2 separate regions of the Ovis aries genome follow, and region 2 is linked to region 1. A link is a contact called in public Hi-C data. All regions are on one chromosome and are shown on one strand. Each heading gives the region's core, a stretch centred on a gene start, on an enhancer-like site or on the middle of the called end of the contact. The rest is flanking DNA. Distances are from core to core; before and after follow the strand shown.

Region 1 (6,759 bases), core at 252-2,751:
ACCAGGCTCCTCCGTCCATGGGATTTTCCAGGCAAGAGTACTGGAGTGGGGTGCCATCGCCTTCTCCGTTCTTCCTGTTTAGGGCTGTAGTATTCCACTGCAGGTATGGACCACAGTTGGTTGATTCGTTCACCTGTTGATGATCATTTGAGTTGTTCTCTGAGAATACAAAAAGATTATTTAGAAGTTTATTTTGGGAGTACACAATATGTTTCTATTCATTAACGTTACTAATTCAAAACACTAGTTCTTTCTTAACCTTTAAAACTCAGCCTACAAATCATGTTTGAGAATCTGGCAGATTTTAGTAAGTGTTATTAAGGGACTTCCTACAAACTTGCCTCTTCAAACGTTTAAGTACATTTATAAATGAATAGCTTTGATTTCCTTTTTCAGTATCTCATTTGCCTGATATAAACAAAGACTTCCTAAAGTTTCATTCTTATAAATCTAATAAATCCGACTTATAAATATGATGAGCCTTAAGTTCTCTTAAAAATCTATTTATATATGAAGCTAAATGTATGGAGAGTTCTTTTTTAAACAGAAATGTTACTAACAATACTCGAGTTTTAATTCTTGTTTAGCATGCTGTACTTACTTAATCCTAAGGGGCTTCCCAAGTGGCACTAGTGGTAAAGAACCCCCCGCCAATGCAGGAGACTTAAGAGACACAGGTTCAATCCCTGAGTCAGGAAGATCCCCTGAAGAAGGGCATGACAACCCACTCCAATATTCTTGCTTGGAGAATTCAATGGACAGAGAAGCCTGATGGGCTACAGTCCATAGGGTTGCAAAGAGTCAGACATGACTGAACGACTTAGCACCCACACATGCGCTTAATCCTAAATCTTCCTTAGCTAAGTTGTATACCCACATCAGCTACTCTCTAAAAGAGAAAGTTCCATCCAGGTAGCAGAACTTAATTTTTAACTTTCTTAGGGGTGAAAGATGTGTTTCTGCTTAAGAGAAAAAAAAAAAAAAAAAAAACCACGGCCCTCTCATTCATTGAGGTCACTGGCCCACTAAGAATGACAGCTGTGAGGCTGTGGTTTCCAGCCACATCCTCACCAGGACCTCAAATTCTGTTTGTGAAGGTGAATCTCTGATTCAGTTCAAAGAGCTGCGGAGAGGCCCTCATTACATAGCTGGTGGGGTGAGTGAAACTGTGACAGGTATTGTCTCTAGGGGCTCTTTCTGTTTGATTCAAGAAGGACTGAAAGCTTCTCACTCAACCTAAGAAGCTGGCTGGCTGACCACACTACATGGTGGTCCAACAGGTCCTTTCAAGCAAAAACCTGTGAGTATTTGCAGGTAGATCAGGAATAACAAATATCTGGTACACGAGCAACCACTCTCTGATCCTGTCTCCATGGCAGACATTGCTAATCAATCATCACATGCCTTCCCCTTGTTAAGACAGTGCTACCCTGGGCTGAACCTAATTAACTGAGGTTGGCATATAAGGTGCCTTCCCTGGACTAACCACCTTGCGTGAGGAAATGAGGCCTGTCCACTTGGCTCTTACTCAGGGCTGGGTTAATGGCTAACTGGGCTTGGGGCTTGTTCCTGTCATCTGTGAACTGTGACCTGCAGTGCGATGACCCCATGCAGTGAACAGGAGGCCCGGGTGTTACTCACTCTTATGGAGTGGGTGCTTCTGTTGAAGACCCCTTGTTGGGAGGTATGGGGGCTGCAGCAGGCTCCCTAGGACACAACCCAGGCTTGAGGTTCTGAGTGGAGAACCTCGGCCCCAGTCCCAGGCAGAGCTCCACCAGCCTCCCTGGGTGGTCGTGGGCGGAGCCAGCTCAAAGCCGCCAGAACCACATCGCCAGCCCGGGCCCTTAAAGTCCAGATTCAGATCCCCAACAGCCAAGTGTCTAAGAAGCATCCAAACTAACAGGCGCAAAGCCAAACTCCTGATTCCCACCCTGCCCCCCGTCCCTGACACTATCCTCCCTGAATCCTCAAGGTCCCAGGATATGATACTTCTGTCCTGCTAGTTGTTCAGGCTACAGTTCCTGGAGTTGTCCTTGATACCTCTTTCACAGCCCACATTGGATCTGTCAGCAAATCCTATCAGCTCTGTCATCAGAACAGATCCAGAATCTGGCCACGTCTCACCACCAGCACCTCCAGCACCTTTATCCTCCCGTCCAAGCCCTCAGTGCCTCTCTATCTCTTTCCCCGGATCTCTGCGGTGGCCTGTTCCCTGGGCTCCCTGCCTCCATTTGCCCTGCAGTCCATTCCCCGAACAGCAAATGCAGGAGGCTTGGAACACAGAAATCAGATGAGGCCCCCCCGTTTGCCCAGAACCTAACAACGTCTTAGCCCACCTAAAGTCCAAAGCGCTTGGCAGGCTTCAAGGCCCTACAAGATTGTCTCCCTATTTCCCCACCTCACCTCCGGTTCCATGTCATAGTATTCGCCCCATCGCCCTCCATCTTTTGCTACCCTGGCCTCTTTGCCACTCCTTGGAGACATTCTCTCTGCCCAAATGCTTGACTTCCAGACGTCCACATGGCTCCCAGACATCCAGAAGTTGGCCCACTCTCTTCCTCTGTTTTTTGCTGTATATATATCACTTCGATGAAGCCTTCTCTAACAGTCCTATTTTATTTATTTATCAAAGATTTTTTTTGATGCAGACCATTTTTTGGCTGTCCTGAGTCTTCTTTGCTGTGAGAAGGCTTTCTCGAGTTGTGGCGAGCAGAGGCTACTCTTCACCGTGGTGCATGGGCTTCTCATTACGGTGGCTTCTCTTGCTGCAGAGCACAGCCTCTAGGCGCATGGGCTTCAGGAGTTGCAGCACGCAGGCTCAGTAGTTGTGGTGCATGGGCTTAGATGCTCTGCAACATGTGGGATTTTCCTGGACTAGGGATCAAACCCACGTCCCCTGCATCGACAAGTGGATTCTTACCCACTATACCACCAGGGAAATACCTGACAGCCCCACTTTCAACTGCAAGTCCGCCTCAAGCCCCATGCTCTGTCCCCTTCCATGCTCTATTTTTGGCCATCTTCATTGCTTATGCTAAGACAAATACAAACTCTGTCTCATTTTGTTGATTATTCATCTCCCTCCCTCGAGTGTAAGCTTCAGGAGGCAGGGAGGTCTGTGTGTGCATGTGTGTGGTTGCTCCATCCTTGGTACCTACAATGGTGGTAGTATTAGAACGCAGGAGCCACTTAATAAATATTTGCTGAGTTAATAATAACAGTAGCTAAAGTATTTACTAAGTGCCAGACACTGTTTCAAAAATACTTTCCACATACCATCTCAATTCATTTTTGCCATAGTTTCATGAGCAAATCTTAATATCCCCATAGACAGATATAGAAAATGAAGCACAGAACTCTTATAGTGCTTGCTAGTATGTGTTGAGGCCAGAATTTTACCAGATAGCTGACTCCAGATACTGACTTCTTAGCCACTCTGCTATATTGCTCTCAAATGAATGAATTAATAAATGAAAAAAAAATGAATGAGTTATTATTGCAACCACAGCAGAAACAATGAAGTTTAGAATCAGACAGAAGTAGGGTAAAATGGCAGATTTTCTGTGAACTAGAATACAAGGTTTGAATAGGTTTCTTATCTTCTCTAAATCTCAGGGTCTTATGCGCCCAAACGGGAAAATCTACCAAGCGTTTGCTGTTTCAGCCATTTTATTATACTGGACCTGTTTTTCACGTCGACTCAATGGTCATAAATTTGAGCAAACTCCGGGAGACAGTGGAAGGCAGGAGCCTGGTGTGCTCCAGTCCACAGGGTCCAAAGGAGTCCTTTCGACACCGCACGAACACCACCACCGCCCGTTTTCAGTCAATCACTGCCCTCTAGTGGTCAGTCAAAATAACTCATACCTTCTATGTGAAACACAGTCCCTAAATAGCGTAGACCTAACAAAGCTAGTGGAGGTGATGGAATTCCAGTTGAGCTGTTTCAAATCCTGAAAGATGATGCTGTGAAAGTGCTGCACTCAATATGCCAGCAAATTTGGAAAACTCAGCAGTGGTCACAGGACTGGAAAAGGTCAGTTTTCATTCCAATCCCAAAGAAAGGCAATGCCAAAGAATGCTCAAACTACCGCACAATGGCACTCCATCTCACACAATAGTAAAGTAGTGCTCAAAATTCTCCAAACCAGGCTTCAGCAATATGTGAACCGTGAACTTCCAGATGTTCAAGCTGGTTTTAGAAAAGGCAGAGAAACCAGAGATCAAATTGCCAACATCTGCTGGATCATGGACAAAGCAAGAGGGTTCCAGGAAAACATCTATTTCTGCTTTATTGACTACGCCAAAGCCTTTGACTGTGTGGATCACAATTAACTGTGGAAAATTCTGAAAGAGATGGGAATACCAGACCACTTAACCTGCCTCTTGAGAAATCTGTATGCAGGTCAGGAAACAATAGTTAGAACTGGACATGGAAAAACAGACTGGTTCCAAATAGGAAAAGGAGTATGTCAAGGCTGTATATTGTCACCCTGCTTATTTAACTTCTATGCAGAGTATATCATGAGAAACACTGGGCTGGAAGAAGCACAAGCTGAAATCAAGATTGCCAGGAGAAATATCAATAACCTCAGATATGCAGATGACACCACCCTTATGGCAGACAGTGTAGAGGAGCTAAAAAGCCTCTTGATGAAAGTGAAAGAGGAGAGCAAAAAAGTTGGCTTAAAGCTCAACATTCAGAAAACGAAGATCATGGCATCCGGTCCCATCACTTCATTGGAAATAGATGGGAAACAGTGGAAACAGACTTTATTTTGGGGGGCTCCAAAATCGCTGCAGATGATGATTGCAGCCATGAAATTAAAAGACGCTTACTCTTTGGAAGAAAAGTTATGACCAACCTAGATAGCATATTAAAAAGCAGAGACATTACTTTGCCAACAAAGGTCTGTCTAGTCAAGGCTATGGTTTTTCCAGTGGTCATGTATGGATGTGAGAGTTGGACTGTGAAGAAAGCTGAGTGCCAAAGAATTGATGCTTTTGAACTGTGGTGTTGGAGAAGACTCTTGAGAGTCTCTTGGACTGCAACGAGATCCAACCAGTCCATTCTAAAGGAGATCAGCCCTAGGTGTTCTTTGGAAGGAATGATGCTAAAGCTGAAACTCCAGCACTTTGGCCACCTCATGTGAAGAGTTGACTCATTGGAAAAGACTCTGATGCTTGGAGGGATTAGGGGCAGAAGGAGAAGGGTATGACAGAGGATGAGATGGCTGGATGGCATCACCGACTCAATGTTCATGAGTCGGAGTGAACTCCAGGAGTTGGTGATGGACAGGGAGGCCTGGTGTGCTGCAATTCATGGGGTCGCAAAGAGTTGGACTCGACTGACAGACTGAACTGAACTGAAAGCCAGTAGTTTCTGCAGGTAAAATAGTCCAGGGTTCTTGACTCCTTTGGTGTCCTAGATCCTATTAGTCTTCAGGGGCTAAGTGAGGATGAGGCTTTCCCAAAGGGAAGTAGAAAGGGCTAGCCCAGATGGGTCCCTCAATGGCAGATTGACTCCAAGGACATGATCCTCATGAAAAATAAGTCACCCTAGGGACTTCCCTGATGGTCCAGTGGCTAAGACACCACCTCCCAAAGCAGGGGGCCCAAGTTCAGCCCCGGATCAGGGAACTAGATCCTACTTGTTACAACTAAGAGTTAGCATCCTAAACTAAAACATCCCATATGCCACAACTAAAGATCCCGCATGCCACAACAAAGACGAAGATCTTGCAGGCTGCAACTAAGACCCAGTGCAGCCAAATTAATAAAAATAAATATTTTTAAATAGATAAATAAAATAAGTTATCCCACCTCTCCATCCAAATGTGTGTGTGCTCTGTAGCTCAATCGTAATCTATTCTTTGTGACCCCATGGACTGCAGCCTGCCAGGCTCCTCGGTCCATGGAATTTTCCAGGCAAGAATATTTGAATGGGTTGTCACTTCCTATTCCAGGGAATCTTCCCCACCCAGGGATCAAACCCACATCTCTTGGGTCTCCTGCTTTGGCAGGTGTATTCTTTACCACTGCACCCCCTGGGAAGCCCCATCCAAACAAACACACACAAAATGGTGGCAGGTTTTACAGCTGAGTTTCTCAGAGCTTCTAAGGACATATTCTCCCTAAATGACAGTTAATTTTATGTTAACATGGCTGGGCCACAGGATATCCAGATATTATTCTGGGTGTGTCCGTGAGAGTATTTTGGGATGAGATTAACATTAGAATTGGTAGATCGAGTCAGCAAATTGCTGTGCATAATGCAGGTGGGCCTCATCCAATCAGGTGAAGGCTTGACCTGAGCAAAAGGTCTGAGTAAGAGGGAACTTGGCCTGTCTGACGGTTGGGCTGGGCCATAGGCCTTTTTCAGCCTCCAGAGTCAAGATAAAATGTCAGATCTTTCTGGGCCTCAAGCCTGCTCCTTTTAGACTGGAACTTATACTATTGATTGTTCTGGTTCTCAGGCCTTCAGACTCAGAGTGAAGCCACCAGCAGCTCTCCTGAGTCTCCTGCTTGCCAACTGTGGGTCTTGGGACTTCTCAGTCTCCATAATCATTTGAGCCAATTACTGATAATAAATCTCTTCCTCTCCTTAAAGATAGATAGATGGAGATAGATAGTTAGGTGCAGACACACACACTCTCATACATACTATCGGTTCTATTTCTCTTTCTCTAGAGAACCCTGATTATTTTATACAAACTGTTTTAGGAGATGGAATAAAAGGAAAACTGCCTAACTCACCTT
Region 2 (6,304 bases), core at 782-3,281, 42 kb before region 1:
GGGCCCTCTGAGGCCAGGCCCCTTATCTATTTCTCCAGCTTCTATTCTCTGGCCAACAAGGTCTTGGCTCCTCACCCTCTGCCTCCCACCCTTCATCCCTGCAGCCTTAGAGACAAAGTGGTAGAATCACTCCTGAATGCACCTGCCTCACCATCTACATTTATTTCTTCCCTTCTCTTGACAGTCCTGAGGCCAGCATATACCTTCGGGCAGATTGTGCACTGCACAAATGCAGATGGAGCCATTCACACTGTGAGTGATACCTCCTAGGCATCTATAAAAGCTGCTAACAGTACCCAGCTCCCCTGGTCATCTCATGGCCATAGCTAGGAAAGCTGCCTTCTTCCCTGCCCTCCTGGTCCTGCCTGGCCTAGACTGGGACTGTCCTCCACTTGGGTGTTCTGGTCTGATCCAGAAGGGACTTACCCTTGGCCTTGATCAGGAAGTATCTGATGGGTCATCCCCAAGAGGGCTTTGGATTCAGTTTATGAAAATGAAATATGGCTGGCAACTTTTCGGTCACAAACCAAAACTCTGCAGACAGGAGTCCTGACTTCCACACTCCTGGCCTGCAGGTAAAAACATCTTCATGGGCCAACTGTTAAGATGGGTCTGCTATGGAATTAGGGTAGAAGCCTCAAGGCTGGGCGTGTAGCTTCATCAGATAGAAAATGATGAGGTCACTATAGACTGGACGTCTGGGCCAGGCCACAGACTCTGATGCCTCCGAGGGCCAGGCAGGAGACATGAATGAGCAAGAGGATTAAGCAAGGACTGTAGCAAAATGGGGAACACAGATACTGTCGTCTGACACGGTTGCTGCTGTGTGGGAATGTGGGCTGCTGTTGCCAAATATTCCTCCCCATTTTCCAAGAGAAGCTAGAAATTTGGACTTTTAAATGTTGGCAGCTATTATGAATTTAGAAAACACTGTGCGTGCCAAATAAAACACATCTTACAGGCCAAATCCAGCCTTTGAGTTTCCAGTTTGCACCCTCTGACCCAGGCTTGGTGAATTGGGTTTTTCAGAAACGAGTAATTAAGAGTATGAAGATATAATACTCAGACTCACAGAGCTTTGGATCTTTAAGAGACCCTGGAGATAACCTGGTTCATACCTTTGTGTGTTTTAAACTGTGTACACATAAACTCCTTTATTAACAGTACACACATCTCTGGGCTTCCCAGGTGGCGCTAGTGGTAAAGAACCCGTCTACCAATGCAGGAGACATAAGAGACACAGGTTTGATCCCTGGGTCAGGAAGATCCCGTGGAGGAGGACATGGCAAACCGCTCCAGTATTCTTGCCTGGACAGTATTCTCCCACGGACAGAGGAGCCTGGCAGGCTCTACTCCATAGGGTCACACAGAGTTGGACACAACTGGAGCAACTTAGCTTGCACACACACATATCCTGACGTTCTAGTAGAAGTGTTAGTCGTCCAGTCGTGTCCAGCTCTGTGACCCTATGGACTGTAGCCTGCTCGGCGCCTCTGTCCATGGAATTCATCAGGCAAGCGTACTGGAATGGGTTGCTATTTCCTACTCCAGGGGATCTTCCCCACACAAGGATCGAACCCAGGTCTCCTGCATTGCAGGCAAGTTCTTTACCATTCAAGCCACCAGGGAAGCCCATATCCTTAAGCTCTAATTTCTACTCACCAACATCTTGGTACCCCCAATTTAGAAGAAGATTTAAAATGAAACCTCTACACATAGTGGGCTTGTGTCTACCTGTCAGAAGCCCTATTTTATACCATTTGTTTCTGATAGGTCTACTTCAGTCTTTTGCAAACATGGGCTATCCTGGCCATCCTTATAACCTGGCTTGTCTCGGTTGCTTTCCATGGTAGACCTGTAAGTGCCTCCTTAAACAGGTGGAGCCTGTGTTTCATCCTCTGTGGGACTTCCCTGGCCTGGGGGTGAGACCGCTGGTGCGTTTCCCAGCATGGCCCCTCCGTGGCCTGCCCTCAGCCCTCTGCAGGCCCCAGCCCTGTCTGGCTCTGTAGCGTTTACCCAGTCATGCAAGAAAGGGTGCTCTGTGCTTGCTGGCGTGGGCTCCTCTCACTGCTCATGCTTGTCCTACTCCTAGTGTTACAATCTGGCCTTCTGCTTCTTAAAAGCCATTCAAATAAACAGAGGACTTTTAAAATAAACTTACGTTGCCTGCTTGTCGCCCCCTCACAATTGTTCTCACCAACTGGCTCAGGGTCCCTTCAAGGAATGCCAATAGAGGGACTCCCCTGGTGATCCAGTGTAAAGAATCTGCCTTCCAATGTAGGGGACGCAGGTTCGACCCCTGATCAGGAACTAAGATTCCACATGCTGCTCGGAGCAACGAAGCCTGCACACCACAGCTAGAGAGCCTGCACTCTGCAAGGAAGACCCAGTGCAGCCAACGCTTTTAAAAGATTAAACAAAGAAATGCCAGTGAGGACCCATGGAGTGAGCAGGCCTGGTATCTGTTCCATCCTTGAGTATCAGTGCCTTTCCATGGACTCTCCCCACCCACTTGAATGCCAACTTCCAGGGAGATGGTGTGAGCCCATCAGAAGGCCAGCTTCCTCCAGCAGTGCTCTCGGTGTGGACCCAATATCCCCATCTGAAACTACCAAGTGGCAGGGAGGGGACGGAGTGGGAGGAAGAAGAGGCGCTAAGAGAGCATGTGAGCGGCAGAAGGAAGGGAGGGACTCAGATTCCAGCCTCGGCCCCCAGTCATCTGTCCTCCAGCACCTCCGCCCCCGCCCACAGCCCACCCGGCCTAGGGTACCTCTCTTCCACTCCATCCACCACCTTCATTTCTGCTGCACTCACCTTTGCAACTCTATCTGCGGAGGCGTCCAGGCTAATCTCAAACACAACTTTCTCAGCTAGGCTCCCTCAAAACTCTGTGTATCGAGGGACAGATCACTTCCTCCCTTGAACAGTATTTAGGTCCACGCTTCTTTCCCCCATAGCCCAACAGAGCATCTTCAGCTTCGGTTTGGGGATCTTCCAGCCTGAGTAGCTGTCAATCAACATGCCCATGGCTGAACTCAGGGCTGATGGGACTGGGCCAGCTGTTTGCAGTCGAGGTTGTTTCTGAACTGGTTGTAAAGTATTTTGACTATCTCTTCTCAAAAGGAAACCAAAGGCACGAGAATCTTATGGCAGATTAGTTTATCTGTTGCTATGTAACAAATTACCCCAGTACTTAGCTGCTTAACACAACAAACATTTATTATCTCACAGTGTCCATGCGGCAGGAATTCAGGAGCAGCCCAGCTGCGTGGTTCTTGCTCAGAGTGTCTCGTGAGGTTCTTACTGAGCTATCAGCCGGGCTGCCATCATCTGAAGGCTTGACTGGGGATGGAGAAGTGAAGTGAAGTTGCTCAGTCGTGCCTGACTCTTTGCGACCCATGGACTGTAGCCCACCAAGCTCCTCTGTCCATGGGATTCTCCAGGCAAGAATACTGGACTGGGTTGCCATTTCCTTCTCCAGGGGATCTTCCAGACCCAGGGATCGAACCCAGGTCTCCCACGTTGCAGGCGGACGCTTTAACCTCTGCACCACCAGGGAAGCTGGAGGAAATGCTCAAAAGATGACGCACTTGTATGGCTATTGGCTGGTGCTCGCAATCCCTTGCCACAGGGTGCCTGAGCGTTCTCACAACATAGCTGTTTGCTTCCCCTAGAGTAATCCAAGAGAGAGTAAAGCAAATCTGCTCTTAAAAACTACCTTATGGGACTTCTCTGATGGTCCAGTGGTTAAGAATCTGCCTTCCAATGTAGGGAGTATGGGTCCAATCCCTGATCGGGGAACTAAGATCCCGCATGCCACAGGCAACTAAGCCCACGCGCCCTCGTGCCCATGTTCCACAGGTCAGCACACTGCAATGAAGACCAGGCACAGCCCCAAATTTGAAAAGCTGTCTTTTATGACCTCACCTCAGAAGTGACATAGTATCACTTCTACCATAGTCTATTGATCACAAAGACCAACTTGATCTAGTGTGAGAAAGGTTCACACAACGGTGTGAAACACTTGGGAGCGGAGATAATCGGGCTTTCTGAAGCTGACTCCCTTGTGTTACTATACCCTCTTCAGCCTAGAATAACTAGGGGCCTCTGTGTTTATCATAGCTATTTTCTTGCCTCTGGCTAAAACTAGACACAAATTTTTTAAAAAAATAATAAATTTTAAAAAGGAAACTTAAAAAAAAAATTGACTAGACCCAAATGTGCTTCCTCAATTCTCCAACCTGAAGTCCCCACTTCCCACCCCCACCCACCCAGTCACCAGGGATAAGGTCCTTCTTTATAACTCCTGCCCAGCAGACTCATTCAGGAGCCCTGGGGTAACCTACTTAGGAACGTCATGGAAACTCTGTGTTCGGAGATGTCTTGGTCTCACTGTGAAGTTTTTACAGTGTCCACGAGGCTAGTGGTGCTGGAGCTGCTCACACCGGTTTGTACCCAATGGACCATATCTAAGGTGAGTGGAAGGGCAGGGGTGGGGAGGGGCTGGTCCTTTCCTGCTAGGACCTTGGATGAACAGACTCAACCCTCTGGTGCCAGAACTGAATCTTCTATTTTCTGACATGATCTTAGACTAGATTTGGGAGCAAAACCCCCACAACATGGTTGAGATGGAACTGTGGCTTAGAACAGAAAGAGGAGGAGCAATGGACGGAGAAATCAGGGACACACTTCTTTCTCCTCCTCTATTCTTTCCCTTTTCCACTTGCGAAGCTCTTCTAAGACCTGAGAGCTATGTGTATTTTTTTTTTCTTATTGGTGGCCAGTTTCACTTGCTCATAAATTATTTTTTTTAAACTTTATAAACAGATCAGTCAAGAAATAAAATCACAAATTCACATCTTAACAGTGAACAGAATAGACTCTGTTCTAAACACTTAATCCAGGGACTTCTCTGGTGGTCCAACGTTAAGACTCTGTGCTTCCACTGCAGGGGACACAGGTTCGATCCCTGGTCAGGGAACTAAGATTTCACATGCTGTGTGGTGTGACTGAAAAATTAAACAAGCACTTAATCCAAATCAATTCATTTCATCCTCACAATAATCATATGCAGCAGTTACTATTTTTATCCTCATTTTACAGATGAGGAAACTAGGGCTCAGAGAAGTAAGTTAACTCACTAGAGGTCCGTAGTTAGTCAGTTGCAGAGCTTGATTTAAATTCAAGTTGTCTGGCTCCAAACTGCATATCTTAAGTGCTATACTATACTGATTCTCGTGTACATTTTAAGATTAAACACACATAAAAAAACTTTGAGCTCACACTGTTAGTTTGAGATATGCCTCAGAGGTAGTACAAATAATTTTTGGCCATTTGGATTACTCTAGGAGAAAAGTTTGAGGAGTGGTCTTTCACAGGCACCTCTGTAAGAAGCTGAGCCGTCTTTCCAAAGACAAAACTACTGGTTCCCCTTGCCCCGTTGTTTTTGAATCTGGCAGGAGAGGCATGGCTGAGCTATTCCATCCACATCTTGAAAAAAGTGAAAACCCCGTCTTAGAGACAGGAAGCAACTTGTCCAAGGACATATGTCTGTGATGCCTGGCTGTTGCTCCAAATTCAGTGTTTTTCTCTCTGAAACCCTGTAATTTCACCTGAATTTTCATTCTTTCAGTCATCTGTCGAAATCCCCCTTAGAAGCCTTGTGAAGATCCAAGTGGTTTAAAGCTCACTCCTATGCTATGGTAGCAAAGCCATTGACCAGGCATGTGAACTTGTCACCTGCTTGTTGGGCTGGGTGACCTTGCAGAGCACATAGCCTCTGCAGCTGCCAGGAGGGTACACAACTTGCAGGTGCCCACAAGAGAACTGGCTGGGAACGCAAACTGGTACAGCCACTATGGAGAACAGTGTGGAGATTCCTTAAAAAAAAAAACAACTGGAGATAGAACTGCCTTATGACCCAGCAATCCCACTGCTAGGCATACACACCAAGGAAACCAGAATTGAAAGAGATACATGTACCCTAATGTTCATCACAGCACTGTTTACAATAGCTAGGACATGGAAGCAACCTAGATGTCATCGGCAGATAAATGGATAAGAAAGCTATGGTACATATACACAATGGAGTATTACTCAACTATTAAAAAGAATGCATTTGAATCAGTTCTAATGAGGTGGATGAAACTGGAGCTTATTATACAGAGTGAAGTAAGTCAGAATGAAAAACACCAATACAGTATATTAATGCATATATTTGGAATTTAGAAAGATGGTAACAAAGATCCTATATGCAAGACAGCAAAAGAGACACAAATATAAAGAACAGACTTTTGGACTCTGT

What was found. A called contact is a pair of places that touch in the nucleus more often than the background predicts.
Region 2: a Hi-C map of liver shows a contact between it and region 1, with 5 times the contacts expected there. The contact joins two enhancer-like sites. A contact is called at or near these places in 9 of 16 Hi-C or Micro-C datasets (hypothalamus, liver, mesenteric adipose tissue and 4 more).

Annotation. Positions count from the first base shown.
Region 1 is chr1:14,240,298-14,247,056 of ARS-UI_Ramb_v3.0, reverse strand. No RefSeq gene overlaps it. Among named protein-coding and RNA genes, the nearest start is that of PABPC4, 24 kb to the right of the region's middle. Within about 2 kb of position 1,501, at least 4 of the 54 cell types and tissues checked have an H3K27ac peak or open chromatin away from gene starts, as enhancers often do. A contact at or near this core is called in liver, where this site is marked.
Region 2 is chr1:14,283,413-14,289,716 of ARS-UI_Ramb_v3.0, reverse strand. It overlaps NT5C1A (5'-nucleotidase, cytosolic IA), which reads left to right. Exons shown (of 6, transcript XM_004001830.5): 6 at 1-2,156. Among named protein-coding and RNA genes, the nearest start is that of HEYL, 14 kb to the right of the region's middle. Within about 2 kb of position 2,031, at least 6 of the 54 cell types and tissues checked have an H3K27ac peak or open chromatin away from gene starts, as enhancers often do. A contact at or near this core is called in liver, where this site is marked.